Linked DNA regions of Mus musculus: regions 1 and 3 are each linked to region 2. The links are chromatin contacts, called in public HiChIP or PLAC-seq and promoter capture Hi-C maps. All regions are on one chromosome and are shown on one strand. Each heading gives the region's core, a stretch centred on a gene start, on an enhancer-like site or on the middle of the called end of the contact. The rest is flanking DNA. Distances are from core to core; before and after follow the strand shown.

Region 1 (3,380 bases), core at 470-2,969, 340 kb before region 2:
CCCATGAGGAGATCATCGCGTACACCACGTGATGCTATGTAACTGTCCTCCCCAAGTTAATTGGTCAGTAAAAAGCTAAAGCCTGTGATTGGGCAGTAGATAGGTGTAGGCAGATGTAGGCCAAAGAGGAAAGATGAAGAAGAGAGGCGATGGAGAGGAGAGGAAGGAGCCATGAGGAGATGGACCATGAGCACGTGGCCAGGAGAAACAGCAAATATCAAGGGACATGTGGCTGGGATATAAGTTAGAACAGCTCCAAAATCTGCCTGATCTAGGCTTAGAGTTTATAAAGAAAATACCTGAGTTGTGTGTCTTTTATACAGGCTAGCTAGACTCTATCATTGCTTTTACAGCTTCTACTGCATTTAGAAGTACCAAGCAGCCTCGCTGCTACTAACCTGGCTGTGAACCAGCAGTGTGGGCCTGCGCTTGCAACAAGGTGTCTCCTGTTCACCACAGAGCCTAAGGAGTGGGAATTTGCATTTTAAAAAAAGTCTTGGGGCTGGTGAGATGGCTCAGTGGTTAAGAGCGCCGACTGCTCTTCCGAAGGTCCGGAGTTCAAATCCCAGCAACCACATGGTGGCTCACAACCATCCGTAACGAAATCTGATGCCCTCTTCTGGAATGTCTGAGGACAGCTACAGTGTACTTACATATAATAAATAAGTAAATCTTTAAAAAAAAAAAAGTCTCAGGAGATTTATTTGCACATGAGTCTGATCAGAGGTGCCACGCTGTTCTGGCTGAACTATCTCAGAGACTTTTGGTCGTCTTTGGTCTTCTGTCCCCTGTGCCAGTTCAGGCTGAACTGGTGTACTGGCTTCCTAACGAGCCTTCCTGGGTTTGTGTGTGAGACCTGTGCTTTCCACTGTGGTTCGGCCTTTCTTCAGCCCCTCCTGTGCCTGCCTGTGACTCCAGCATCTTTCTAGCACTGCCTGAAAATAGATACATAGTTTTAAGTTGACTAGCTTCTACCAAAATAAGACTTGAAGAGTGGAATACATGGGAAGGCACTGCGGTCGGGAGGGCACTGCGGTCGGTCGGATCCAGAATTGGGACGAGAGCTCAGGAATGGGGCAGCCAAGTAAGGCTGCTTGGTGCCTTGAAGGATGTGTAAGATCTGAATACATGGAGAAACATGATCACATACCACCAGAGCCCCTCAGGACTTCCCATCACCACCAGCGTCAAAGGCTCTGCCCTCCCCAACTTTCCTGCAGGTTCACCTTCATTTACCTTCTACTCAGCCCCCATTGTTCCTTCAGCTGAAGCTCCTGCTCCCTGTAGCAGTCCTGGCTCTTGTGTATGTGTGTGTGTGTGTGTGTGTGTGTGTGTGTGTGTGTGTGTTTGCTGATTACTGATCTTACAAGTCCGAGATAAATCCTGTAAGCTGAGAGAAGGTGGTGCTGATAGAAACGAAGCAGTCCAGGGGTTGAAAAACACGGGGGTGGGGTGGGGTGGATTGGGGAGGAAAAGGAAGGGGGAGGGGAAATGGCTGGTGAACAAGGCCCTGAGAACTAAAAAAGTCTGGGAAGGCTGGGACTCACTAGGAGTAGGCATGAAGTAAACAGGGTTTTGTTGGAGTGATGTTCTTGTGCAGTGGGTAAAGACTATCCTTGTATTATTCAAATGTTGGTGAGAAATCAACACCGAGAGATGGGTAGAGGCCGACTTTGGTTTTGTCTCGGTGTTTTGTAAACATTCTTCTCCGCCATCCTTGGGTCAATAAAGAGCTTCTCAGACAATTGCAGAGGAAATGGGAAGGTTGGACTTCGGATCCCAGCCCCCTAGGGGTCCCAGGGAGAGAGAAGGATGCGAAGGACCACAGGAAAAAAGATAGAGAGACCATGGGGAGAGATCAGGAGGATTTGCCAGGAGATAGCCGTGACAGAGTAGGACGTGGACCAGAGCGAGCCAGGGCGATACAAATTGAAGGTCCTCTGGCTGGGAAGTAGCCTTAGAGTTGGGATAGCTCAGAACCTGCAAGCCTAGGTTTGCAGCTTGTTAATAAACTTAATAGACCTTTGTGTCAGTTATTTGGGAACCAGACTGGGCTAAGAGGCATAGAAATTCCCTGCAGTTACTCTGGTACAAAGAGGGTAGAAGAAAAGTCCCGAAGACTTCGAGTTACAGGGCTTCAGGACAGAAGAGGAGCTGAGACTCGATTCCTTTGGAGGTGATGGGAAGTCCTGAGGGGCTTTGGTGGCATATGATCATCTTTCTCTACTTGTTCAGATCTCACACATCCTTCAAAGCACCAAGCAACCTTCCTTGGCTGCCCCATTCCCAAGTCCTTGCCTCAATTCTGGATTCTACCGCAATATCTTTCCCCTTTCCATATTCTATTTCTCAAGTCTTATTCTAGTGGGTACTAGTGAATATATATATATATATAACATATGAGTGTTTTGCCTGTGTGCATGCATGTGCACCACATGTGTGTACCTGGTACCTGAGGAAGCCAGATAGGGTTTTAGATCCCCTGGAATTGGAGTTACACATGGCTGTGAGCTACCCATGTGGATGCTGGGAATTGAATCAGGATCTTCTTGGGGATAAAAAAAACAAAACAAAACAAAAAAACCCAGCAAGGGCTCATAATTGTGGAGCCATTTTTCTTTTGATGCAAAAATACCTTAAGCCTTCTACTAAGTTGTGTATATTGCGGGGGCTTTGGGGGGGTTCTGCCTGAGATTCAATAATAAAGACATGGAGACATCTCTATGGTATGAGGCTGTTATGTTAGCCTGTTTGCTAGGGCAGTCCCTCAGCCACACATGTCTCTCCACCAGGCCTCCCTGACCCACCAGGCCCACCCTGACCAGGCCTCCCTGACCCACCAGGCCCACCCTGACCAGGCCTCCCTGACCCACCAGGCCCACCCTGACCAGGCCTCCCTGACCCACCAGGCCCACCTTGACCAGGTCTCCCTGACCCCACCAGGTCTCCCTGACCAACCCCTGCTCTGCTTCAGTCCCTCTGCCCCAGCTCCTATGGCAAGCAAGCTCTTTATCAAAAGCCACATTCCTTTCTCCTAGAAAAAAAAATCTATTAGTGTAGGAGAGGCTCTACAGTCTACTCATTGTGAGCAGGGCTAAGCCCAGTCCAAACCTCAGCGTTGCCTCTTGGCAAGATTAAGGGCAATGTGACCTTCTGTGACACCCCCCCCCCGCCCCGTGACAACTTTTTAATATGATAATATCAGAGAATCCACTTGGCACAGTGATTAACAATTGAGAATGCTGGGACACACTTTCTTTTCTTTTCCTTTTTAAAAATTGGTTATTTTTTTATTTACATTTTAAATGGTACCCCCTTTCTTGGTTCCCCCCTCTAGGATACCTCCTATCCCATTCCCCCTCCCCCTGCTTCTATGAGAG
Region 2 (3,591 bases), core at 433-2,932:
ACAAACCTTTGGGGCTTTAGGTTTCTTCACAGGCAGTAAGCTTTCAGGACAGGGACCGGCATTAGCTGCATAGTTCAGAGAGAGAAGAACTTCCTCGGGGATTCTGTAGTCATTCTGAAGGGGAGGAAGGGGTTTGAGGTGGTTCACCATGGATTTTTTCTCCTTTAGCTCAGGAAGCCCTAAGGAAGTATTAGGAAAGACAAACTTTTAATGGAGTGTTCCGGGGAGTTAAAGTTTCCCAGACTGCCTCAGCAGTATCCTGTGTTTCTAACAAGAAGGGTGCCTCTAGCAGAGGAGCCCAGCTACAAAGAATACTTAAAGCAGGAGTAGCTAGAAGGGTGGAGGGAAGAGTGGAAGGGGGATGTGAGAACATGCAGAGAGATACAAAGTAAAAGGCCTGGGTTACACAGAGTGAGTGTACAGCCAACCCAAGCCCCAACCCCTCCACTGCCCTGCAACATAAATAGTGAATAGGTAGCTAGCTCAGGATAGAGTGCTTGCTTAGTGTAAGTCCTTGAGTTGAATCCGTACCTCCTTGAGTTGATGATGGAACTGTAGCAAAATATAAATAAGAAACAACCCAAAAAGCTCTGTGACCTTAAGACTGGAGATAGCCTCAGTCTGATGAGCAAGAGTGAGACGGTGACTGCCTTGATTCTTATTCTGGTACAGGTTCTACATTTATCATTACGTCTTTTTACATTTTTCTTGAAACAGGGTCTCACTATGTAGCTCCCACTAGCCTGGAATTTACTATGTAGACCAGGCTGACCTCAAATTCACAGAGATCACCTGCCTCTGCCTTCCAAGACACAGCCCCAAGGATGGAAATCTTAAGGAATCTCAAAAAACATCTTGAATCTTATACAAATAGGCATATTGAACTAAGTTATGTTTTTCTTATCCACATAACTATGTTTTTAAAGCTCCCTTGAAGTCAGAGAAGAAGCAACCAAACTTCATATAGCTATTAGTATTTAAATGAAGATGAAACAGTATTCTGACTTGGTGAGTGTTCAGGCTGGCTAAGGAGAAAGGGAGAACGGATTGCAAATTCTTTCAGTAGCCCTAATGGTTCTGTCCACGGCATCCTTAAGTTTACCTTTTGCCTCCTTGACTACATAGAGTTTTGCCTGTTTGGACTCAGATGTTGATGGGGAGGTCAGCGAAGTGTCCGACACTTTGTGGAGAGACATAATAATCAATGCCTGGGATCACTCTCAGAACTATTAATCCTCCAAAAAATTAATTCAAAAACAAATCAAAATCGTGTTCAGACTTTCAAGCTGTCCATAATTCTGTAGGCAAAACAAAGCAAATGAACAGAGAGATCTCTTGAGTGTTTGTGTTCAGACTGAATTTCAGAATTCATCTGGCGTGGTTTCCTTTCTTTGGGGAGCCCTCTAAGATAACTTGACATGACAGAGATGGGGTATGGGTGGGTCAGAGTCAGGGCCCAGCCCGGGAAAGTCAGGCTCCGCCTCCCTACAGACTGCGGGCGGGTCAGCGCGACCCAGCTCCGCGGGCGCGAGTGGGGCGGGGCTCCCACGGTTCTTTCAGCAAAGTCCTAGGACTGCACTGTAGGAGTGCACGACACCGGCCGCTGTACCCACAAGTTGTGTTTGCCGCCTGGCGTCGGAAGGCCATCCCTTTTCCGGAACGCCCTGCGTCGTCATAGCAACGCAGCACATTTCTGCCCCCCCCCCCACGCTCCCCGCTCCCCCCCCGTCCTAGCAACTTGCGGGCCGAGCCGCCTCCGGCAGAGCCGTCAAAAGAAAAGAGATGAAAAGGAGTCTCTACACTCTCTAGAAGTTTCCGTGTGTTTTTAGTCATGGGTAGTAGCAATAAGGAAGAATATTGAATCGGGTTGTTGTCTCGGAATGGGATAGGCTCTCGAAACCGCGCTTCCGGGTGCAGACTGCGCAAGCGCAGACCTGCGCCGGTAGAGACTCCCCGGGCCCTGCCCTTGCAGAGAGGGTGATGTAGCAATGAGACCTTCTGCTCTTGAATCTGTTCAGGGCTAGCATAATCTATGAGTTCTGAATCCGCCAGGGAAACTTAGTGACAACCTTGTCTCAAAAAGAGAGGAGGAGGAGTAAACTAGCAAACAGCCTAGTTCTGTTGTTCAAGTCACTTCTATGCACTCAGTTCGTGTTCGTAAGTGCGGTTCATCTTAGTGTCAGGTAGCTTTCTATGCCAACAGTAGCTGAAGGAGAAGACAAATACCTGAGCAGGACTTTCTCACCTAGGCTAATGGAGGTTACAAAGAAAGAAATGGGCCCCAATTTGCATTTGCAGTAGCATCGGCTCTCTAGCATTCTCTCTAAAGAATCTACTGATTGTAGGAGCAAGCACATCATGATCAGTAGTTGGCAACAATCTTCCCATTGACGCGCCTATGGAAACGAGCACAGAGTAACTCTGCTCACCCTGCATGACCTAACTGTTGCCACCCATTCCTGCAGTGCAAGGGAGATGGGAGAAATCTCTTCAGAGATTGTGTCCATTTATTGAATCAAATGGCTATTCATTGTCGTGCAGGGGCAAAGGACAGCATGGTGGGGGGGTGGGGGGGGGTGTCGGTTTATGAAGGTTTAGGGTCCACTTGGACTCAAGTTAACCAAGACTGTGCATCTGGCTTGTGACGTTGATAAAACAGTTTGTAGATTGAACAAGAGAAAGCTCTTGTGGGTGTGCCACACTCACGGTTGGCATGACTGCTCACTTTGATTTTATACTTTTAATTCTTTTAGGTTATGTATATGTGCTTATTGTGTGTGAGGGAAGATGCCCCAGAGAAGAGGGAATCAGACCCCCTGGAGTTACAGGTGGTTGTGAGCCACCTGACATGGGTTCTAGGAACCAAATTCAGGTTATCTGCAAGAGCAGTCTGCCCTCTTAGCTACTAAACCATCTCTCCAGCCCCCAAATGTTGGTTTTAAATAATGCTGTTAGAATTGCAGGCTTGAGTTTCATTTTTAATGACAACAAAATCATTAAATGGTGGAATGTGGTGGATGGAACACACTTTGTAACCCCGGCACTGGAGAGATGGAGGCAGGAGGATCAGGAGTTCAAGCCTATCTTTGGCTACATAATGAATTTTAGACCAGCCTGGGCTACATGAGAAAGGAAAAAAAAATCTTAAATTTTAATTGAGATCAGCATATTTGTGCAAAGCTGTGTTCTCAGCATCGGTGTTTATATCAATTTAAAAACAAAACTTTGTACTGGAGAGATGGTTCAGCAGTTAAGAGCACTGATTGCTTTTCCAGAGGTCCTGAGTTCAGTTCCCAGCAACCACATGGTGGCTCACAACCATCTGTAATAGAATTTGATGCCCTCTTCTGGTGTGTCTGAAGACAGTGACAGTGCACTTATTTATATAATAAAATAAATAAATCTTAAAAACAAACAAACAAACTTTGAAGATGCTCTACATCCTGCACTATTAACATTCAGTCAGGATCTAGAAACCCAATGTAAAAATAAAATCGGCTAAGCATGGTAGTACATTCCTTAAGTCCCAGCCCTCGGGAGGTAGGGGTGGATCTTTGCGAGTTCCAGGCCACACATAAAACAAAACAAAAC
Region 3 (3,582 bases), core at 827-3,326, 420 kb after region 2:
AAAACTCCAATCACTTGCTTTCCCTAAAAAAAAAAAAAAAAAACAGAACCCAGAATAGATGGCAACAAACAGTACAGCCTCATAGACCCTCATGGCTGTTGACATAGTAACCACCAATAACCATCAGCATTTTCCTGTTAAGATTCTAGTTGGCTTATTTATTATTTAAAGTTTACAGCCCCTTATATATTTAAATATGACAGAGGCGTTCTAAGAAATACTTCTACAAAAGTGGTAACAACCTCGTCCAGTAAGTAAAGGATACAGGTCCTACAAGACAACTGGAAGGAGTTAAGGCAGTGAGGGGGGTGAAAGCACACAGCGTGTGTAGCATGAGAAGCCCCAAGGCCTCATTCAGCAACTAGGATGCCAAGAAAGCGATGCTTTTGAGTGAGAGTTAAAAACTCAGGTTCTACTTATCATTGAGCATTAAGCCAAGCTATTGAAGATGTTGAAATTCGGGTTTCCTTAGCTATTGAATTACTAAATATTTGTTTCATGAAAAAAATAGTTATTCAAGACTTACTCTTTTGCTCTTTTGGAACCTATTTTTATAGTAGAAAAGGCTGGGCCAGAGGACATGATGATTCATCTTCAGTTCACAGTCAATGGGGAGTCAACGATCCTTTGGGTTTTCTTTTTTTCTTTTAATTCAGGGTTGTGTTTGTTTTTAAATGATACCAATCAACTAACAACAACAACAACAACAACCACCACCTTATTTTGACAATTGACACTGAATTGACTAGTTTTAACTCATCTTGACACAAGCTAGAGGAGGAAGCCTCAACTGAAAATGCCTCCATGAGATCCAGCTGAGGGCAAGCCTGGAGGAAATTTTCTTAGTGATTGATGTGAAAGGGCCCAGTCACCCCTGAGCTGGTGGTCCTATGGCTGGGTGCTATAAAGCAGGCTGAGCAAGCCAGTAAGTAGCACTCCTCCATGGCCTCTGCCTTAGCTCCTGCCTCCAGGTTCCTCCCCTGTTTGAGTTCCTATCCTGACTTCCTTTGGTGATGAACAGTGATGTAGAAGTGTAAGCCAAATCAACCTTTTCCTAAGTTGTCTTTGGTCATGGTGTTTCTTCACAGCAACAGCAACCCTAGCTAGGACAGGAGGCATAATTTTATAGGCAAGTATATTACCTATCACAGAACTTAAGATCAGAAAAAGCATCAATTATGTATTACAGAATTTAAGATTTTTCTTTCACCAGATTTACCAGTTTCCCTTGTTTTAGGTGACTACATATAAAAACAAGGGGTGTGTGTGTGTGTGTGAGTCAGGTTCTCACTAGCCCTGGCTGGTCTGCAGTGTGTGCATGTGTGTGCGTGTGTGTGTGTTTCTTCAGTCAGATTCTCACTTATTAGCCCTGGCTGGCCTGGAGCTCACTGTGTATTCCAGGCTGGCCTCAAGTTCATAGGGATTCAACTGCCTTCCGAGTGCTGAGATTAAAGGTCAAGCTAATAAAAGCAATTTTCTCTTAAACATTACACAATTACTTACAATTTTAAGCGTCCCGGAGGCTGTCAGAATAGCACTGTTAGGTGGCTGCTTCTGGGGAAAGTCTAGCTCCTTACAGCCTGCAGCTACTTCTAAAGTGGATTTCTTTTCTTTTCTTTTCTTTTCTTTTCTTTTCTTTTCTTTTCTTTTCTTTTCTTCCTTTCTCTCTCTCTCTCTCTCTCTCTCTCTCTCTCTTCCAACTCAAAAGCTCTGTGGCAGGCAGACTAAAATGTTTATTTTATAATTGCCTGCTGAACTATGATAGCCTGTTTCCAGATGGTGCCCTTCCTTCAACCTGCACACAATCTCTCCTTGTTAGAGCTATTCAGCCTCCTGCTGATCCAGCTCCCCCAGCCCCACCTCGGCAGCGAGAGGAAATCCTAAGGAGGAGGTTCCTACCCCCTCTCCTGGCTCCAGCTCTTTTCTAATGACGTAATATGTGGGCTGAACTTGAGTCTACTGAGAACGAGAGGGAATCACTCTTCGGACTGTGTGGACAGTCTGTCAGCTGCGGCTGGTTTCTGCACATTTCCATGCAGCAGACAGCACAGGCACAGAACCTTCTCTGCTGCATTAGAGAAGTCCACAGATAGCCCCAAGTTACATAGGTGGCCCAGCAAACTCAGTCCATTAGTGCTGTGAAAAGAAGTTCCTTACTCCTTGGATTCACCGGTCAGAGCAAAAAACGCAGTTACCTCTGAAGTAAAGCCGAACAAACTTCTACACTGATCTCAGAGAGCAAGGGCAAGGACGCACGTTCACGGACTCGCTTTTTTCAACAGACAACAAAGGTATTTTAATATTTCTCTTAGATTTATTCAAAATTCTATGTCAAATGCATCATTGTCCTTTGTACTAGAAAGTAAGAGATTTCTCAGGGAACTTTAGAAGATGCTGCCAATTTGTATCTGAAGGTTTTGTTTTGCATCTTTCTGTAAAAATAGTCATGAAGTGCTTCATATGTGACTACAGATTGAGACATACATGCTGGGTTCTAAACACAAATGCTCTAGTGACATTACAAAATTTTACAAGTAACTCAGTAAATGCCTAAGGCTTACACAGCGAAGGATGTAGGATAAAGGAAACAACTGTGAGCGCGGTGAGTTTCTCTTCTGAACACTGGTGTGTGTGTAAAGACGTGCACCAACTACTGCGATTTTCAAAGTATGGCTACAAAACAAAGCTAAGAGCTGGTCAGCTGAATGCTTGCAACAGAATCTCAGTTACAACTGAACAAAACTCTTCTGAGTCTTTGTTAATCTATGTTATTTCTTGTTATGATTAATCATTTTAAACAATTTCCTACAACAGAAATTTCATTTCAGCAACAGATTAAAGCTGGAAATTCCTTGGAAAAGTAATATTGATACAAACAATAATTAAAACCTCCTTCAAGGTCAGGATTGAGACCTGTCAGGGTCACCAGGATTAAGCATATGAACTCAGAAAATGTCAGTACTGAAGAAAAACTGGCAAGGCCAAAAGCCTGTTTTAAAAAAATAAAAATAAAATAACCTTCCTAACTGTCCCTAAGAGGCAGGAGCATGCCCTCAACATTCTATTGGGGGGCTTGGTTAGTCATGAGAATTATGAAATTGCTACTCACCAACAGCAAGCTTTAACACCAAAGACAGCAAGCGGTTATGGTGGGAGGATTCCCTGACTTTTAATCTTTAGTGGTAGGAATTTTCAACAAACAAATAATAGTAATGTTCAGATTTTGTTTTTTCAACTTTGCTTAAACATTAAAACTCTCAACTCTGAGCTCTGTTAAATACGTATTTTACAGGAGAGTCTGTAAAATCTCGAAATCATACTCCATCTGAAACACCATCATCTCCGTGGCTCCTGCCACGATGAAAGCAAGTCTCACTCACCTATGCAGGCATTTCACAGAGCGAATGCACGTGTGTGTCTGTGTGCGTGCGAACGAATCACAAATGATCACGTCTGTCTATTTTGGGGACATTTCCAGGGCTATTCTTAGGAAGGTCTTCCACCTGGCCAGTCAGTGCTCCTCAGCTAACTTCAATGCCTTTGGCTTCTCTCAGTGCAGGGTACAGCCAAAGGGAAGGGAAG

What was found. Promoter capture Hi-C pulls out the DNA fragments that hold promoters and counts their contacts. HiChIP or PLAC-seq counts read pairs in DNA pulled down with a chosen protein or histone mark.
Region 1: a contact with region 2 is called in an H3K27ac HiChIP or PLAC-seq map of extraembryonic endoderm stem cells, with 6 times the contacts expected there. The contact joins the enhancer-like site here to the promoter of Axdnd1 in region 2. A contact is called at or near these places in 2 of 39 promoter capture datasets (both in embryonic stem cells), 37 of 484 Hi-C or Micro-C datasets (the AML12 cell line, the C2C12 cell line, the G1E-ER4 cell line and 21 more), 11 of 115 datasets of contacts at active chromatin or transcription factors (T-cell acute lymphoblastic leukemia, astrocytes, bone marrow-derived dendritic cells and 5 more) and 4 of 9 other capture datasets (adipose tissue, embryonic stem cells, liver and 1 more).
Region 3: a promoter capture Hi-C map of pre-B cells shows a contact between it and region 2, with 2.2 times the contacts expected there. The contact joins the promoter of Angptl1 here to the promoter of Axdnd1 in region 2. A contact is called at or near these places in 2 of 39 promoter capture datasets (pre-B cells and stem cell-derived epiblast-like cells).

Annotation. Positions count from the first base shown.
Region 1 is chr1:156,081,767-156,085,146 of GRCm38.p6, forward strand. All of the region lies in intron 2 of Fam163a (family with sequence similarity 163, member A), which reads right to left. Among named protein-coding and RNA genes, the nearest start is that of Tor1aip1, 47 kb to the left of the region's middle. Within about 2 kb of position 1,720, at least 13 of the 459 cell types and tissues checked have an H3K27ac peak or open chromatin away from gene starts, as enhancers often do. A contact at or near this core is called in Sertoli cells, extraembryonic endoderm stem cells and granulosa cells, where this site is marked.
Region 2 is chr1:156,419,233-156,422,823 of GRCm38.p6, forward strand. It overlaps Axdnd1 (axonemal dynein light chain domain containing 1), which reads right to left and starts at 1,683. Exons shown (of 26, transcript NM_001346967.1): 1 at 1,614-1,683; 2 at 1,103-1,298; 3 at 7-179. The coding sequence starts at 1,196.
Region 3 is chr1:156,836,947-156,840,528 of GRCm38.p6, forward strand. Angptl1 (angiopoietin-like 1) reads left to right here and starts at 2,077. Exons shown (of 5, transcript NM_028333.2): 1 at 2,077-2,291. The region is part of intron 8 of Ralgps2 (Ral GEF with PH domain and SH3 binding motif 2); the gene reads right to left.